Regions from separate parts of the Gasterosteus aculeatus genome. Here region 2 is linked to region 1. The links are chromatin contacts, called in public Hi-C maps. All regions are on one chromosome and are shown on one strand. The core of a region is the stretch at or near the end of the contact, and the rest is flanking DNA. Distances in the headings are between cores, read along the strand shown.

The links. Hi-C and Micro-C count contacts between places; a contact is called where the count stands out from the background.
Region 2: a Hi-C map of tail fin shows a contact between it and region 1, with 1.6 times the contacts expected there. The contact joins the enhancer-like site here to the promoter of igfbp5b in region 1. A contact is called at or near these places in 3 of 6 Hi-C or Micro-C datasets (skeletal muscle, tail fin and whole body).

The regions. Positions count from the first base shown.
Region 1 is chr16:6,351,773-6,355,645 of fGasAcu3.hap1.1, forward strand. igfbp5b (insulin-like growth factor binding protein 5b) reads right to left here and starts at 2,489. Exons shown (of 4, transcript XM_040201921.2): 1 at 1,490-2,489. The coding sequence starts at 1,823.
Region 2 is chr16:6,414,460-6,418,435 of fGasAcu3.hap1.1, forward strand. No RefSeq gene overlaps it. Among protein-coding and RNA genes, the nearest start is that of LOC144388837, 18 kb to the left of the region's middle. Within about 2 kb of position 1,387, at least 2 of the 9 cell types and tissues checked have open chromatin away from gene starts, as enhancers often do.

The DNA of each region.
Region 1 (3,873 bases), core at 1,239-3,738:
TCATTAAGTGGAGAGGTGTTCCGCGCTCTGGGGCGCGAGCGGCTTAATGACTCTTGTCAACAGCCCCAAAATGAGCCCCGGTGGCGGCCTGTTTTATGGAATGAGGCGTGCGGCCGAACCCTTTGTGGTTACCACCTAGTTGTTGACAGGCTGCTAAAAACTCTCGAGCGACAGTGCCCCCCCCCCCCCCCCGTCTCCCCCCTCCCGTCCCCCCAGCCACGGCAAGAAATGCCTTAAATCATTCAGGGCTGCGCTGTCTTTCTCCTCGTCTAACTGTCTCCGTGACTTTTCCTTTTTTTCTCTCTCTCTGAGTCTCTGTCACGCATACAGATTTAGCGGTAATCCGACTCTGAACGCAACGCTCGCGGCAGCTTGCAGCCCTAAATCGATCTGCATTCCGCTTTAACAAGATGCCGTGCGCTTTTTTTCTCTCTTTTTTTGGGGTTTTGTCGCGGAGTGGAATCCTGTTGCTTATTCCCGATTTGTCTGACGTCAAGGTGCGAATGATAATTCAAAAAGGCAGAAGAAGAATAGAAAAGAGGTAGAAAAGCGTGATGCGCTCCTGCGCGCGCGCGTGGGACAGACACTTGTTACAAGAGTGGAAATGAGACGAACTGAACTGTGTCACGTGTCTCCTTAGTGTCCCTTAGAGATAAAACGGAACTGCTTTTTTTTTGTTTAACTGCCCGGATCTTTGTGGAGGCAGTGCGCTGCTCATCGCTATACACCGCAGTTTGACACCCACTGTCCCCGCACCGGAGACACGACTCCAACCGCGGGGTTGGGGACGGGGACGGGGACGGGGGGGGGGCATCATGTGCGTTGTTACCGCAGCAGAGGAGAAAAAAAAGCCTGGTCGCCGTGCGTGTGTGCGGCGACTGCGACCAGCGTTCAACACGACGGTGCCGCTCCAGCCCAGAACGCAGAGCCCGCAGGGCGCTCGGCCGACGGCGCGTTCGTGTCACGAGGGGAAGGAGGAGTGTTTTAAGCTCATGGGGGGTGGGGGGAGGTGGGTTCGGGGGGAGAGGGGGGGGGGGGGGGCAGTTTAATCGAGGCGGTGGATACAAGTTAATCAGACGGCCCCCTCAAACCATCTGTCAAACAGGCGCTCCGTCAGAGAGCAGCGGGTACCGCTTCTCCTACAGTCCCCACCCGGAGACCCAGGACCCCCCACCCCCTCCTGGATCTGGCAAACGTATGACATAAATACATGTAATTTCACCTTGCTGTGGGGGGGTAAATAGGTATAATCGTGAAGTAACCTCGATTCTAGTTGTTTGTGTATTTCCCGCTATGGGCGCAATCCCGCAGCAGCACACAGTGGAACCCCCCATGGGACAAGATATATCACGCACTGCTGTCCCCAATCTAAACGACGCTTAAAAATATATATTATATATATATTATATTTACATCCGGCAGCCGAACACACATTCCCAAGTCGATCCCGACGCATGCATTGAGCCCGGGCAGCCGGTGCGCGTCTTACCTATGGGCGGGTGGGCAGGTTTGTATCCTTTCTCGTTGGTGCACACTCCCCTGCCGTGGAGAAGGGCGTGCAGGGGTTTCTCCTCGCCGCTCCTCGGCAAGCAGCGCAGGCCCTGGGTGCACGTCCCGGTGTACACGCCGCACGCCTGTCCCTCGGATAGGGCGCACGTAAGGCAGCAGCCGCAGCCCGGCTCCTTGACCAGCTGGCAGCCGACCGGGACCGGAGGGCACATGGACAGCGCCTTCTGGTCACAAGGCTCGCACGGCACGTATGAGCCCAAGCACCCGGACAGTCCCAAGATAAATGTCACCAAGAGGCAGAGACTCAGAAACATTGTTGGTGTTCTCTTCAGTTATAAGCATAAACCTCAAATGCGAAGAGGAGGGGGAACAAAAGTAGACTGGTCTAAGCACAATGCCTCAGTCAGATAATCCGATTTTTTTTTTAAAGCTAAAGCCAGGAGTCTTTATCCAAGAGTGTTGCTATTTGCTTAAAACACATTAATTAACGGAGGCTCTGCGCCGTGCACCCTGCAAAAACAGTTCAAATCAACTGCAACTGGAAAAAAAATATATATTTGTGATTTTTTTCTCCCCCTTAGAGATGTCCTCTGCAAGCGTAAAGAAATTCTTTGCACAAAACCTCAACTTCTCTCCCCTTCAGTTTGGGCTCCAGTACTTTCTCCAGCAGAAGTTTCCTGAGCAGACTGATCAACTGGAGAGCTGCCTTGCCTTTTAAAAACAGCCGAGCCCAAACCCCTAACTGAATATGCTATGCAAAACAGCGAGGGAGGGAGGCGCACTTGTTCCACGACTTGGCAGGCGGCCAAACTTTTTTTTTTCTTCTTTTTTTTTTTTTTTTCTTCTTTCTTCTGCTTCTACTTCTTGCTCTCGCCCTGAAGGCTGAGCTGATGCCGAGTAGCAAGAGGCAACAGCGGAGAGAGCAAAGGCAGCCCTCATCCAAGCGCGCACAGCACCGGGGAGACCTGCGGGCTTTCACTGTCTGCAGCTGCAGCTCCACGCTCTCCACGGCGCATGTTTAGAGGGCTCCACGCTGCAGGAGGTGACGTTTATAGTACCGCGCACATAATCCATGCAGCTACATCAAAAAAGTATCTTTTTTTTTTTCAATACGGTTTTTGAGAAGATTCTTGTAATCTTGGAAAACGTCCATGATTAGAGAGTCTCTTTGCAGAGGGGCCCACAATGTAAGAAATAACACAAAAATCACAAATAACATGTATATTTCAATTTGGTGAAAATAAAAACATTTTTAACTTCCATTTTTGGGGAAATATTTTTTTTTACTTTATCATTCTTTCTGGTTGGTGAAAAATAATTTGTTGGTAACTCTGGTGGAGTCATGCATCCATACATCCATTATGATGGATTGAAAGGAATATACTTAGTAAGGAAAAGCATCAAAGGGAAATCTAAAAGGATGCTTTGCATTTACGTTTTTTTCCAAAAGCACCAGAAAGACCAAATGTCTCCTATGGAATCATTCACTTATTTACAGGTTAGGACACAAACATAGACTTGCAGTTATTTGTACCATATATTTTTGATACATCTACAGCTTTTCTATATCTCTTCTTCCGGTTGGTTTTCCTGTGGAGATGACACGCGCAGGGACACTTACCCTGGACCATAACTCACCTAGTCTGCACCTGTTGCTTCCATTGGACATCCTACGTGTAATTGTAGCCAGAAGCAAAATCCACTAGCATCTCTGTCTCTGTCCCTCTCACACACGCACACACACACACACACACACACACACACACACACACTGAGAGAGAGAGAGTCATGTGATCCAGAAGAAAGACAAACAAGAGTAAAAGAGGGGAAAGGATTTCGAGATTTGAAGCATCAACCTGACAAGTTAAATGCAAGCGGGCCTATTATTTTATAGCCTATATTCAGAATAATGCCTGATTGCTTCAGCGTGTGCTCTGCGTGCCTGCACCGCATATGCCCTCTAAATCAGCCCATCCAGGGCTGTTATTTCCATCTCTGCTGCTTTCAGGGCAGATTTTCGTCCTTAAGTAATAGCGTCGTGTCAGGAAGCTGTATATTGCCTGTCCTTCTCACATCCATTCACGTCCACGCGGCCACTCCCTGAACGCGGCTATCATTTGTACCTCCACAGGGAGATGATTTACTCTCAACTTGGTTTAGCAGTTGACCACTAGAAGGCACTGTTAACAATGATAAACTGTGCACAGCAGTCGACTCACATGTCCACCTCAGTAGACTTGGGAACTCGAAGAATCGACGCAATGAATATGCTGTCAGAGCAGCAATAGCACGGTGTAGAGGGCATGTTGCTGTTACAAAGGTACACATGGATCTATAAATAGAGCTACTGAAGTATTTATTCAA
Region 2 (3,976 bases), core at 137-2,636, 62 kb after region 1:
TGTGGCAGCAATACCTGGCAAATACTGTAGTTCTGACAGTGATGAAGGGTTATTGTGAAATTAGTGTGTATCATAACAAAGAATATCTCCATAGCAACAACAAAAAACGACATAGTGAAATATGACCATTGATGAAAGATCTCGTCAGTATCTTGACTGACGAGATCTTTCACTGTCTACTCACCCATAAAACAAAACAGACTACACGAATGTACTTGACATATATATATTTCAACAAATTGGTGAAAGTTCAAGGACACATTTGTTAGTTAAACCTGTTGTGCATCAATAGAAAATTCCCTATTACATTCTGAATATGTTCTTTCCTGTGGGCCTTTACAGTCAAAAGAGAATCAAAAAATGTCCTACTGAATGAGGGTCTCGTTTAATGGACTCATGGGGACTGAAACGGGCGAGTAGCACATCCGACATGGTGGGGCTGTTATAACGCGGCCTTAATCTACTTTAATTTATCAACAGATTTCTTTGAGGAAAGTTGTGGAACTCCTAATGCATTTCAAAACAAATGCTTTGTATTAAGTGTGTGTGTGTGTGTGTGGGGTGACAGGATGATGAGTAAGTGTTGAGTGGGCGAGTCTAATCGACTCAGTAGAAATAAATCTTTGAATAGACATTGTTAGCGTTTTAGGTGTTCGTCAAACAGGTTGACTGCACCACTGTCAGAGGAGAGTTTGTGACCACAATCTGAAAAAGGTTTACTGCGGAGTGTGTTTTCAATAACGAGGAATTTGCCATAGTTTGCACAGACATGAAATCATATTACTGCTTCGGATTGATGCTGCTAATGTGGAGCAATCCGGTTAATCTTTACTTACTGTAATTTAGTTTATCTGATTACACGGTATTCACAACCATGGCCTGGTATAAACATGGTTGTATGTTATCCCTGTCAGCGCAATGAAGGAAAAATAACAAGTTAAAATGACATGAGGAAATAATGAGCTTTTAAAAAACCCTGGATGTTACGGCCTTTGTGAAGTTACCGGGTGATACGCCTTTGTCACAGCAACTGGGCAATGCGGTTGACTCAATGTTCCCACTAATTGAGGCATGTGTTAATGCGATTTAAAAAAATATTTTACATAACCTATGAGCTCAAGCAACCCTTAGGCTTACTGACCGGTATTAGACGATATTTAAGAAACCGTATTTTGCAAACTCAAATGACTCAGCTCACATTTAAATCCGATCCTCGACATTGTAACGTAATGGAATACCCTGACAAATTGACAGCGCCCAATATTGTTCTATTTTTCTGCAGGCCATGCCAGATAAAGAGTTTTGACTATCCAATCCGTCATTCAAAGGGAGGGAGCCAAGAACCTGTTCACGCTGGAACAAAAGTCCTTCTTTGGGAGTGCAGGACCTTTTCATACTGTTTACATGCTCTGTCTCTGGCTCGCAAAGTCAGGATTTCAGCACACCCCATATGTGCTATAGCTTGCAGAACAAAAACAAAGATGGGGCGTGTTTGTCGTGTCATGTAGAGAAAAGTAGAATTTGTTTGAGTTGGTATAGCGAATGCATTCCTTTTGGCCTTTTTGTTTTTGTCTGTGCAGTTCATGCCTCTGACTTCCATTTGCTCACACAAATGTTGATGCTTTAAACCATTACTGTTGCGTTGCCCTCGCAATGCATTTGGACAACAACCAGTGAAAAAGAGAAGAAAAAAGTTTTGCTCTTTGTCAGAGGGGAAAAGTTTGGATTTGCTCATGCGGTTGAAAGCATTGCTGAAATGAAGAATTCCCCATGCTCGTCATTCTATTTTAAGCAACAAGACAGCAAGGTTCATTACCAGGATGGCACAGTGACTCAACCATTTTTCCAGATCAACGTGAATGCCTGCAACATGTTCTGCAGATAAACCACAGAATTGTTTTTGTGTAATGCATTCCTGCATCCTTACACACAAAGGATGGTACAAACTGTGGGAGGCTTAGTTTGGGTTTCTCTGCAAACACCCTGAAACTACGTTCAGATACTCGTTCGGCCATTGTCTGAGCAGGACAGTAGTGGGCAGGCTGAGGATTTCAAATAAACTGGCTTTGATTTTTAGTTTTCCCCTCTGGAATCTATATTAAGGCACACTGTAAGCCACAAGTGTCATCACTTGCAAAGCAGAACCAGACGGTTATTCTAGTCTTCCCAGTATGACCTTGACGTGTTATTTATAGGAGAATCAAAAAACTACACATTGATTATATGACACACAAGACATTTGTGTCACTGAAGCAGCAATAGCAAACCCTGACCAAATAGTAGTCCATACCATAGCCATGTGCAGGCCTACCAGCAACAAAAGACTGCTATTTGTGTCGTCAGCTGCACTGATAACATTACTTTTTGAATAGCAAGAATCTCCACTATTTAATCTCATTGTAAGGTGCAAAATTCTATCATTAATTCAAAAGTAGTGTATTACGCAACTGTTTTAGTGCAGTATTTACACAGTAGCAGTTAAATTTCTTGTAAATCTCATATTGTACTAAATTAAAAAATGAATGTAATCAAATAGAAAAACAAAGCTATTTGCTCTTGCCAGAGCATTAACAATTGATCTAGATGTTATAGAAAAGTTACCCTCCTCAATCATAATATAACTACTAGGTTAACATTTACCAGGGAGCAGCACAACAGTCTATCTATCAATGATCTGTATTCATCTTTATCTATGTTCAGTAGAAAGTATCCCTGTCAGAGTAAAGTGGTTGAGCACTAAGTAACCAGCTAAAACCATTGTTGGCATTAATTAAACAATGCGCCCACCCTTGTATCTTTGTGTGAAACCATGTGAATGCAACCAGGTAGGTTTAAATGTATTGTATACGCTGCATATCTCCCTTCTAGTTCACAGTAAGTGTTCTTGGGAGGTCAGTTCTACGCTGTAGCTCAAGTGATGTGACTGTAAGAAAGCTCTGTTTTTCATCAGTCATTGGAGGTACTTCTGTCATTCTGTGGACCACTAACGCTGTCCAGATCTGTACTGGAGTTTACAGTGTCAACTGATGCCATATCAGAAAACTGATCTTTACGACATATGGTCCTCCAATCAGTTATCCCCGTTAAAGCCAATGATTATAATAGCATCTGCTCACGTGGCAAATTCTAAACATTCACGTTAAGATTTATCCAACCTTAATACAGAAAATAATATATATTGCATGCTATATATTTTTTTATTTGAAAGAAATGTGGATGTAAATGTTATAAGTTGATGTCATCTATATGTGATGTACATACTGTTTCTTTTTTTATTTAAAAGATTGCGTTACATGTCAAGGGGGGGGACGTCAAACGTGGCCTCTTAGCGAGCAGGAAGGCTTTGTTCAAACCGTGCACATCTTCTGGCTAATTGTCTTTAACCTGCATCCCTTCTCATCTGGTAAAACAAAAATGAAATGGTAAAACAAGATAATCACCCTACTCCGCACTTGATTTATATACATATACACTCACCTAAAGGATTATTAGGAACACCTGTTCAATTTAAGGCATACAATAGTATGGATGAGAAAGGGAGTAATTATGACCATTGACGGCCCGCTGGGATGCAGCACAAACCTGCTATCAATGAGCTTGTTTTGTGGAAGAGGGGGCGCGAGATGGCGCATAAAGTTTTGCAAAACCAGGACTTCGCCAACCATCACTTGGCATGAGAAAAGAGTCTCTGAAGCTAACACATTTTACGTTCCACTCTTAATATCCACGTGAGTGCGCTGTACACGTGCTTTCGCTCACAAACAGATAGAAGTAACGTATCATAGTACCTAACTTATTTTGTTAGGTACTATCAATGATTGCCACGTCTCTTTATGAGAGCCATTTGATGCGGCTGCTTACCTGAAAATTCAAAATACCAGCTGCTAGAGGGGATATGTTTTCTGCAATACCTTGCATCTACTCTCTAGTTTTAATGTGTGAATGTTGATCACTGTATTTGTGAAATAACTTTGGA